Regions from separate parts of the Sus scrofa genome. Here region 1 is linked to region 2. A link is a contact called in public HiChIP or PLAC-seq data. All regions are on one chromosome and are shown on one strand. Each heading gives the region's core, a stretch centred on a gene start, on an enhancer-like site or on the middle of the called end of the contact. The rest is flanking DNA. Distances are from core to core; before and after follow the strand shown. Region 1 holds the start of EI24 (etoposide-induced protein 2.4 homolog). Region 2 holds the start of SPA17 (sperm surface protein Sp17).

Region 1 (3,996 bases), core at 172-2,671, 790 kb before region 2:
CCAGCTGCTTCCTCATCTGTAAATTAAAGGTATTAAAAATTCTTCATGGGTTTTGAGTATAAAGCTCAATAACGTGAAAATAAAAACTTAACTTCTATAGAAACATAATCCCACTACAGAATGAGCTAGTTTGGGAGTTTAAGGAAGCCAGTTACTTAGTCTGGATTTCTCACAGGGCACTGACAGTTTGAGAAACGATGGTCCTAATCCAAGGAGAATAGCTGTGTTATCTGAACCATGGCCATTAACACCTGGCTTCTGCAAAGTACCAAGTGGAAGGTTACCTACTGACAACTGTGGCCTTTGAAGGACAAGTCACTTCGATTTTATGTGAAGATTCTAGCAGCCTTCCTACAGAAATATTTGGTCAATGATCCGGTTTGACAAAAAGCTGAGGCATGGAGAAAAGCAACCTGCCACAATTTGAGACCAGACAAGGAGGGAACCATCCAACTACGGTGGAAGGAAACCAGATGCGCTTGGTCCACATCGTTTTACAGAGGGAGGAACCGAGCCTCTGAAGTTAAATGGCTTGCCCAAGATGACAACACGTCAAAGGCTACAGCGAACGTCAAACCCTCGGCGTTCTAACCCCTCAATCCGGTCATTTTACTCAAGCTCTGCAATGAGGATTTTTGTTTAACTCGAGCATCCCTTGGACAAAAATGTCTCTTAAGCCTGTACATGAGGCTGGCCGCTAAATTCCTACAACAGTCATGAGAACTTATTAAGCATCTACTGAGGAACAGCCCTGTACTTTCATTTCTAAGTCGCTAAACCCAAGCGCGGAAAGCAAGAGGCTGTCAGATCCCTACTGCAGGTGCACTAAAGGTAAGCATCTTCACTTCCCACCAGGCTCCCGGGACTGCTAAGAGCCCAGGGGTCCCCATGGTCCCTTCAGACCGGTCTTCCCCCGCAGCTACTTGGCAATTCCAACTGGAAGCTGGGCTCCCTCCGCAGCCACAGTCGTGCACGAGGCGCGGGGCACGCTCATCTCCCATCATACGGGAGCTAAAGATAGCCGCGCCGCACCTGGGAAGAGGCTTGCCTATGGCTGCGGGCTGTGTCCCGCGCCCCGGCCCTACCCAGACGCCGCAGCAAGGTTCCCTCCAAGGGTCTTCTCCCGAAGTCCCTGTCCGCACCTCTCGGCCCCATACCCGGGCCCTGCTGCCCTCACACGCCCTCACTACCCCCTGCCACCCCTACTACGCATAGAATGAGCGGCGCCAGGGCCTGGCTCCGCCGAGCTGCACTTACCCCGCAGCTTCGCCGCCACGGCTCTGGCTCTGTTCCTCGCCCTCCGCAGGCCCACTCCGCTTCTCCGCGCCTCTCGGCGCCCAGCCGCCAGCTCCCGCCCGGGCGCTCCCAGGGCCGGGGCCGCTGTGCCCGCACTGGGCATGCCCGGGCCGCACGGGGCCGCTGGGAAGTCGGGAGGGAGCCGAGTCCAGCAGCCTGGGCGAAGGGGGCGGGGCCTCGAGGGCGACGGAGCCTGGGAAATGCAGTCCTTTCACCGTGCCCGCCAGATCCGCGCCGCTTCCTGGGAGGCAGTTCACCCGCCGAGGTGGGATGCCATCCTTTCTGATAGCATGTCTTGTGCTTTGCCCTCTCCCATATATTCCCCAGGGCTGCTTGTTCTTCTCTTTTGAAGTCTAACCACGGAACAATATAATGCAGAAGTCATCTTGGTCTTTTTTCTTGGAGATTTATTAAAGTAACCAAAGGGTAGTAAGCCATCAGGTGTTTAAATCAAGCTCACTGAATGAATAAGAATACAGTGATTAAGAATAGGTCAAGCCGCCATGCCCTCGGCTACATAAGGCATGTACTCTGACAGCAAAGTGTTGACTGAGTTAACAAGGGTAAAGCAAAGAGAAATAAAACTGTTTTCCATCTCTATTCCCACCAGGCCGTCTCTACCCCAGGGACAGCAATTTCTTGATACTGAACCATCAAGTCTCACATATAAACTTTTTCTCCCCTGTTCCCAGCTTTCTGTATCTCACTCCCCATTTCTTCTTTCCACTTCTATTTTCCTTCACCTCTAGCTGTGCTTAGACTTGCTACCCCTAGGGCCACTTAAAGAATCCGGTTTTTACAGCTATTTAGTATAGTCTTACATAATGTAAGCTCAGATGTGAACTAATTTACTCAAAGTCAGTGGCAGAACAAATACTCAGGCATCCTAACTCTCTTCTCCCTGGGAAAAGATCTATGAATATCCACTCAATTTTCCTTTTGTTATAAGTCTATTGCTTGATTTACACAATGACTAAAGTCATTACAAAGAGGAGACATTCCTAAACTTCTTTTTGGCCCCATATTGAGGCAGAATATTAACTCAGGTAGTCGGTGTAGGAGCATGGGCTTCGATGCATTCTTTGATATGGCCACTGATTAACATTTGTGGCTTAAGGGCTCCAGGGAGTTAACATCTCCACACACCTTGTTTTATTATAAGAAATGCGCATTCCCCACAGATTTTGCTATAGAAAATGTGAGTCTCAGCCCACTCTTCAACTGATAAAAAAGGAATGACGAATGGTGAAGGAAAAGGACAAAAAAAAAGCCCATGGAACTTTCTGGACTTTTCCAACCTCAAAAGCCCTATCGGACAAAGACTGATATAGGTAATTCGAACAAGGCCAATGGGAGAAAACCACATCTTTCTGGAGCCCACTTTGGTGCCCCTCCCCACCTTTAACAGATAAAATCCCTATAGGACAATAGAGAAAGAGGGCTTTTCTCCCCTCTCCCAGCTGTCCTGGAGGCTATTTGCTTTTCTGTTTTCTCTTTTTTGTTTTGTCTTTTTGCCATTTCTTGGGCCTCTCCCCCGGCTCATGGAGGTTCCCAGGCTAGGGGTTGAATCGGAGCTGTAGCCGCCAGCCTACACCAGAGCCACAGCAACTCGGGATCCTAGCTGCGTATGCAACCTATACCACAGCTCACGGCAATGCCGGATCCTTAACCCACTGAGCAAGGCCAGGGATCAAACCCACAACCTCGTAGTTCCTAGTTGGATTTGTTAACCACTGAGCCACGACGGGAACTCCTATTTGCTTTTCTTTAATAAAGACCTTGCTTGCTTGCTGCCTGTGTGTTCAGGAGTTCACTCTTCCACTGCTATGAACAAGATCCCGGATTCTGATATCATCTTTCCAGTATCAATATGAGGAAATATATATTCGACTGTTTATTATAAGGAACTACATAGAAGAAATTTTTCCTTCTTTCTTTCTTTTTTTTTCTTTTTTTTCTTTTTTTTTTTTTTTGCTTTTTAGGGCCGCACCTGCAGCATATGGAGGTTACCAGGCTAGGGGTTGAATCGGAGCTCTAGCTGCAGGCCTACACCACAGCAACAGCAACACAGGGTCCAAATTGCATCCAGCAACCTACACCACAGCTCATGGCAATGCCAGATCCTTCACCCACGGAGCAAGGCCAGTGATCGAACCCCCAACCTCATGGTTCCTAGTCAGATTCGTTTCTGCTCTGCCACAGCGTGAACTCCAACACATGTACAGCCCTAAAGAGAAAAAAGGGAAAAAAATCCACCCAGGTTTGCCAGATTCCCAGAACCATCCATGCCTTTTTCTTTACCACTACCTTCCCTTATGGTTCAAAGCCTCCCATTGAAATTGAGGCTTTGAATTATCACCATTAAAGTAGCACTCCTGGGGGTTGCCGTTGCGGTGTAGCAGAAAGGAATCTGACTAGTATCCATGAGGATGCAGGTTTGATCCCTGGCCTTGGAGGCCTGCTCAGATCCTGTGTTGCTATGGCAGTGGTGTAGACCAGCAGCTGTAGCTTTGATTTGACCCCTAGCCTAGGAACTTCCATATGCTGCGAGTGCAGCCCTAAAAACAAAAAAACAAAAACAAAAAAAAGTAGCACTCCTCAAAGTTTAAAGTGAAAGCCAATCCCCTGGAGACCTTGCTAAATACAATTCTCATTAGTCCATCTGGCGTGAGAGCCAAGATTCTGAATTGCCTTTTTTTT
Region 2 (4,245 bases), core at 91-2,590:
GGGTTGCTCCCTCAGAATCTCGCGTGTGAGCCCTTCAAGTAGATTCCCAAATCCTTGTGGAATTCGGTAGTGGGTGTTGGAGAATGGAATCGACATCTCCTTGGAAGGAACTGTCTATTGTACCTAGAGATTCGTTAAAGATACTGTTTTTAAATTTGTCTTATTTTACTTATATAACCACAACTATGACAAATTATTTCTGAGACCCCAAACTTCTGGACTTCAATCCTTTTTACCCCCAACCCAACCCAAGTCTATCCATTGCTTCCAAAGATTTTTGAAATTTTCCCTTATTAGACTGTTAACAGTCTAATTTAATAGGTAAATCATTTTTTAAAATTACAAAAATCACAGATTTTTCACTATAATAAGTATTTTTTCTCACTCTGTCTTTTGAAGACAGAGTAATTTCTGCTATCCCACGGGGATTTAGAGTGATTATTATAAATTCATCTTAAATTGCCGAAAAGGCCCTGTTAAGGGTCTAAAATTAAAAAACAAAAAAACTAGTCCTTGTTAAAACTAACTTGTCGAATAAGTTTCACACAGTCTTTCCCTTAGCTTTCACTTCTGCTGCATGACCTGCAATGCCTCGTCGAAGCATCTGTATACTCTGGAAGGGGCAACGGGGCGGGGGTGCTGGGGGCAAGGTCATGATTTTGCAATTCCAGTCTTCAATGTTTGGGGAGTCTTATATTTTCTGGATTCATCTTGAACAGGTTTCTTTTCCTATCTTGGAATACCAGAGCTAGGTAAGAATAGCTGCTAGGCAGCATGTTGGGCTACTCAGTGTTCAAATAACACTCAGAGACCTGGCTTGTTTGTGTCAACGCTGCCGAGTAAGGTAGGGTCGGGGTCTAGGTTGGGACTACGTGGTTTAGTGAGGCCCAATCTGTAAAGATTTTTTCCCTTTCTCTTTTTGAGGGAACAGGAGATGGGGTATTAAATCATTCTAAGGTGAAAAGGTAGAGACCCTCAACCAAGGTGGGGCGAGGAGAGGGGTCGCAGGGGGAACACAGGTCTAGTCTGAGGCGCGACGTCGAGGATCTGGGATTTCACACTAGCAGAATGGGCTGCTTGGGGGCCAGTTTTCCCTAAGTTTCCCAGAATGCGGCGGGGACCCTGAGAGAATAAGAGAGGCGAAGGGGAAAGCGACGTCTCGATTTCGGAGAGGAAATGGGGTAAACCGCCTCACCTCTTCAATCGCTCTGAGCTGGAGCTGAAAGTTCCGGTTGTTTTTTCTCGTTGCCGGGAAACCGTTCCCCCTCAAACCATTCAACTACGGCGGCCGAGGAGAGCAAGGGCCAGCCCGGCGGCCGCGGACGGCTTCGCGGAATTAATGACCTGAGAAGGGCGGAGTCTGACCTTATCGGCCCTGCGCAGGCCCCGCCCACAAGGCTCCACCTCTGCTGGCGTCCGCACCGCCCCGGCGGCGCAGGGGTGCGCCCTCCTCGCAAACATGGTCGCTCTGGGGTTTGTGTTTGGGTTGGTGCTGTCGTTACTCTTGCCGGCCGACGCAAGTGCAGGTGAGGCGGCCGGGCTCGGCTCGGGCCGACCCCTGTCCGCCCGTCCGCCTATGCGGACTCTGAGTTACTCCGTAGGACGGCCCCCGAGTCCCCTTCTGTAGGTCTGGGACGGAACCCCGGGCCGAAGCCTGGTTCTCCTTGCAAGGCCTAGGCTGCCCCGGCCCGTCCTCTTTCTCCACTCCCTTCCACTGCCTTTATGATGCAGGGAGTGGGAGAGTTGGGTTTATCTAAGCGAGGGAAAGCCCAAATGTGCTCAGACCGAGGCCCTTAGTGTCTCTGAATAATTGCAGGGGAACTCGAAGGGGAGGGGGCGAAGCTAGTTAGATAATATTTGGAAACTGATGACTCAGTCATCCCAAACATTTCAGTGCTGCCCCCTCAGTGGCACCCTTGGGGAGGGTTTCCTTCAGGCTGGGTTCCTTGGGGGAATTAAATTTTACTAGTTTTAAGTGGTGATTAGGGCTAAGAAATACAACCCCCTCACTAGCTCAGAATATTTAAGACTCAGCTTTGATTCCTGCTGCAGCTCGCAGATATTGGTGGTGGGATAATATGCGTGGCATTGAGGAGGAGGGTGACTCACTTTGACTATTGTTCAGGTCATATATTGTTTCGTTTGAATACCCCGGGCTGGACGCTGGGTCACAGCCATGGAGAAACCAGAAGAGGGACCTTGTCCAGAAATGCAAGTAAAGGGATAATGCTGGATTTTTTTTTTTTTTCCCCCTTCTTTATCCGACCACTCAAATAGTGGACCCCAAAGGTCCCTGTTAAGAAAGGAAAGTTGAGGAGTTCCCGTCGTGGCTCAGTGGTTAACGAATCCGACTAGGAACCGTGAGGTTGCGGGTTTGATCCCTGCCCTTGCTCAGTGGGTTAAGGATCCAGCGTTGCCGTGAGCTGTGGTGTAGGTTGCAGACGTGGCTCGGATCCAGCGTTGCTGTGGCTCTGGCGTAGGCCGGTGGCTACAGCTCCGATTGGACCCCTAACCTGGAATCTACATATGCCACGGGAGCGGCCCAAGAAATGGCAAAAAGACCAAAAAAAAAAAAAAAAAAAAAAAAAAAAGTTGAGGTGGGAGAACAGAGTCAAGAAAAATGACTGCAGCTCTGCCTAAGAACCCACACAGTGCCCAGATGCAGACAAACTGCAGCCCATAAATGGTTCTTCAGGGTTTATCAAAAGTGTAAACTAGCAGCACTCTGTGTATCATTTCCTGACTTTTGTCCCCACTTGGTGAGTTTTGAGTCCAGTATATTAGGTGGGGAAAAGGAAAAGAAGAGAGCAGGATTGTTATTTTATAGTTTTTCTGTTAAAGGCTGTTAACTTTAATATTACTATTTTATCATTGCCTTTGGGTCATATTGTTACATCACCTTCATTAACAATAACTTGATTTTTCATTCGTTAAAGATTTAAATTTTCTTTCTTTTTTATTTGGTTGCATATCCTGACTTCTTTCCTTCAAATCATTCCCCCTGCACCCATGTTTATCACCTATTTTTTTCCAGCCACAGCTGCAGCATATGGAAGTTCCTGGGCCAGGGCTTGAATCAGAGCTGCAGCTGTGACCTATACCATAGACAGGAATGCCTATCACTTAATATTTGAAATGTACAAAAATATGTAGCAATGAAATAATAAAATGAACACCCAGGGAAGTTCTACCCAATTAAGAACTAGAATGTTGCCAGTTTTTTTTTTTTTTTTTTTTTTTGTCTTTTGTCTTTTGTTGTTGTTGTTGTTGCTATTTCTTGAATGTTGCCAGTTTTATTGAGACTCCATGGATATTCCTCTCCAGTGCATCTAACAGTTCCTCACCAGGGATAACTGCTGTCCTAATTTTGTCAGTCTACTTTTAATGACCACTTTTAACTTCCCAGAACACGAATTTCTCTTTTTCTAGTCCAACACGCAAATGAAGGAAAAAAATTAAAGACTTAAAAAAATTTCAGCTGTTGGAGTTCTCATCGTGGCGCAGTGGAAATGACTCCAATAGGAACCATGAGGTTGGGGGTTCCATCTCTGGCCTTGCTCAGTGGGTTCTGGCATTGCTGTGAGCTGTGACGTAGGCCAGCGGCTGTAGCTCTGATTTGACCCCTAGCCTGGGAACCTCCATATGCCATGCGTGTGGCCTTAGTTTAAAAAAAAGCAAAGCAAAAAAAAAAAAAAAATCAAATATTAAATGTCTTGTAGTTGACAAAAACAATTACTAGTCCTGCCTCCTTTCTTGTTCTCGGGTTTGGCCATTGCTCAATTCCTCCGTAATGTTCCACTGTCTATGCTTATCAGCTTGGAATGTGAGCTTTATAAGGACAGGGAATATGACTTTTCTTTGATTTATCACCAGCCTCTAATGGTGGCAGAGTAGAAATTGCAGTAACTTTGGAATCAGGTGGTTTGGCTTCTTGTCTGGTCCTAAACTACCCCTATGTGATTTGAGGCCAAAGAAGTTTAACATCTGTAATGTGTTTAGCACTGTGCTTGCCATAAGTAAGCTCCCCAGTAGAATGTAAGCTCCCTGCTGGCAAGGAGTTTTGTCTGCTTTTTCCCCCTTTCTTTAATGCTTAAAATTGTGCCTCGTACATAGTAGGCATTGATAAGTATTTGTTGAATTAATTAGTGGCCAAGCTATTTGAAAAAATTACCTACTCTTCTTGAGTCTCAGTGTGTTGATCAGTAAATAACATGATTATCCCCCAGAGTGTAAGAGATTCTTTTC

What was found. HiChIP or PLAC-seq counts read pairs in DNA pulled down with a chosen protein or histone mark.
Region 1: an H3K27ac HiChIP or PLAC-seq map of skeletal muscle shows a contact between it and region 2, with 6 times the contacts expected there. The contact joins the promoter of EI24 here to the promoter of SPA17 in region 2. A contact is called at or near these places in 1 of 5 promoter capture datasets (fetal skeletal muscle) and 1 of 2 datasets of contacts at active chromatin or transcription factors (skeletal muscle).

Annotation. Positions count from the first base shown.
Region 1 is chr9:52,701,985-52,705,980 of Sscrofa11.1, reverse strand. EI24 (etoposide-induced protein 2.4 homolog) reads right to left here and starts at 1,421. Exons shown (of 12, transcript XR_002335716.1): 1 at 1,258-1,421.
Region 2 is chr9:51,916,011-51,920,255 of Sscrofa11.1, reverse strand. It overlaps SPA17 (sperm surface protein Sp17), which reads right to left and starts at 1,340. Exons shown (of 5, transcript XM_003130022.3): 1 at 1,196-1,340; 2 at 1-123. The coding sequence starts at 96. It overlaps SIAE (sialate O-acetylesterase), which reads left to right and starts at 1,282. Exons shown (of 10, transcript XM_013979526.2): 1 at 1,282-1,526. The coding sequence starts at 1,460.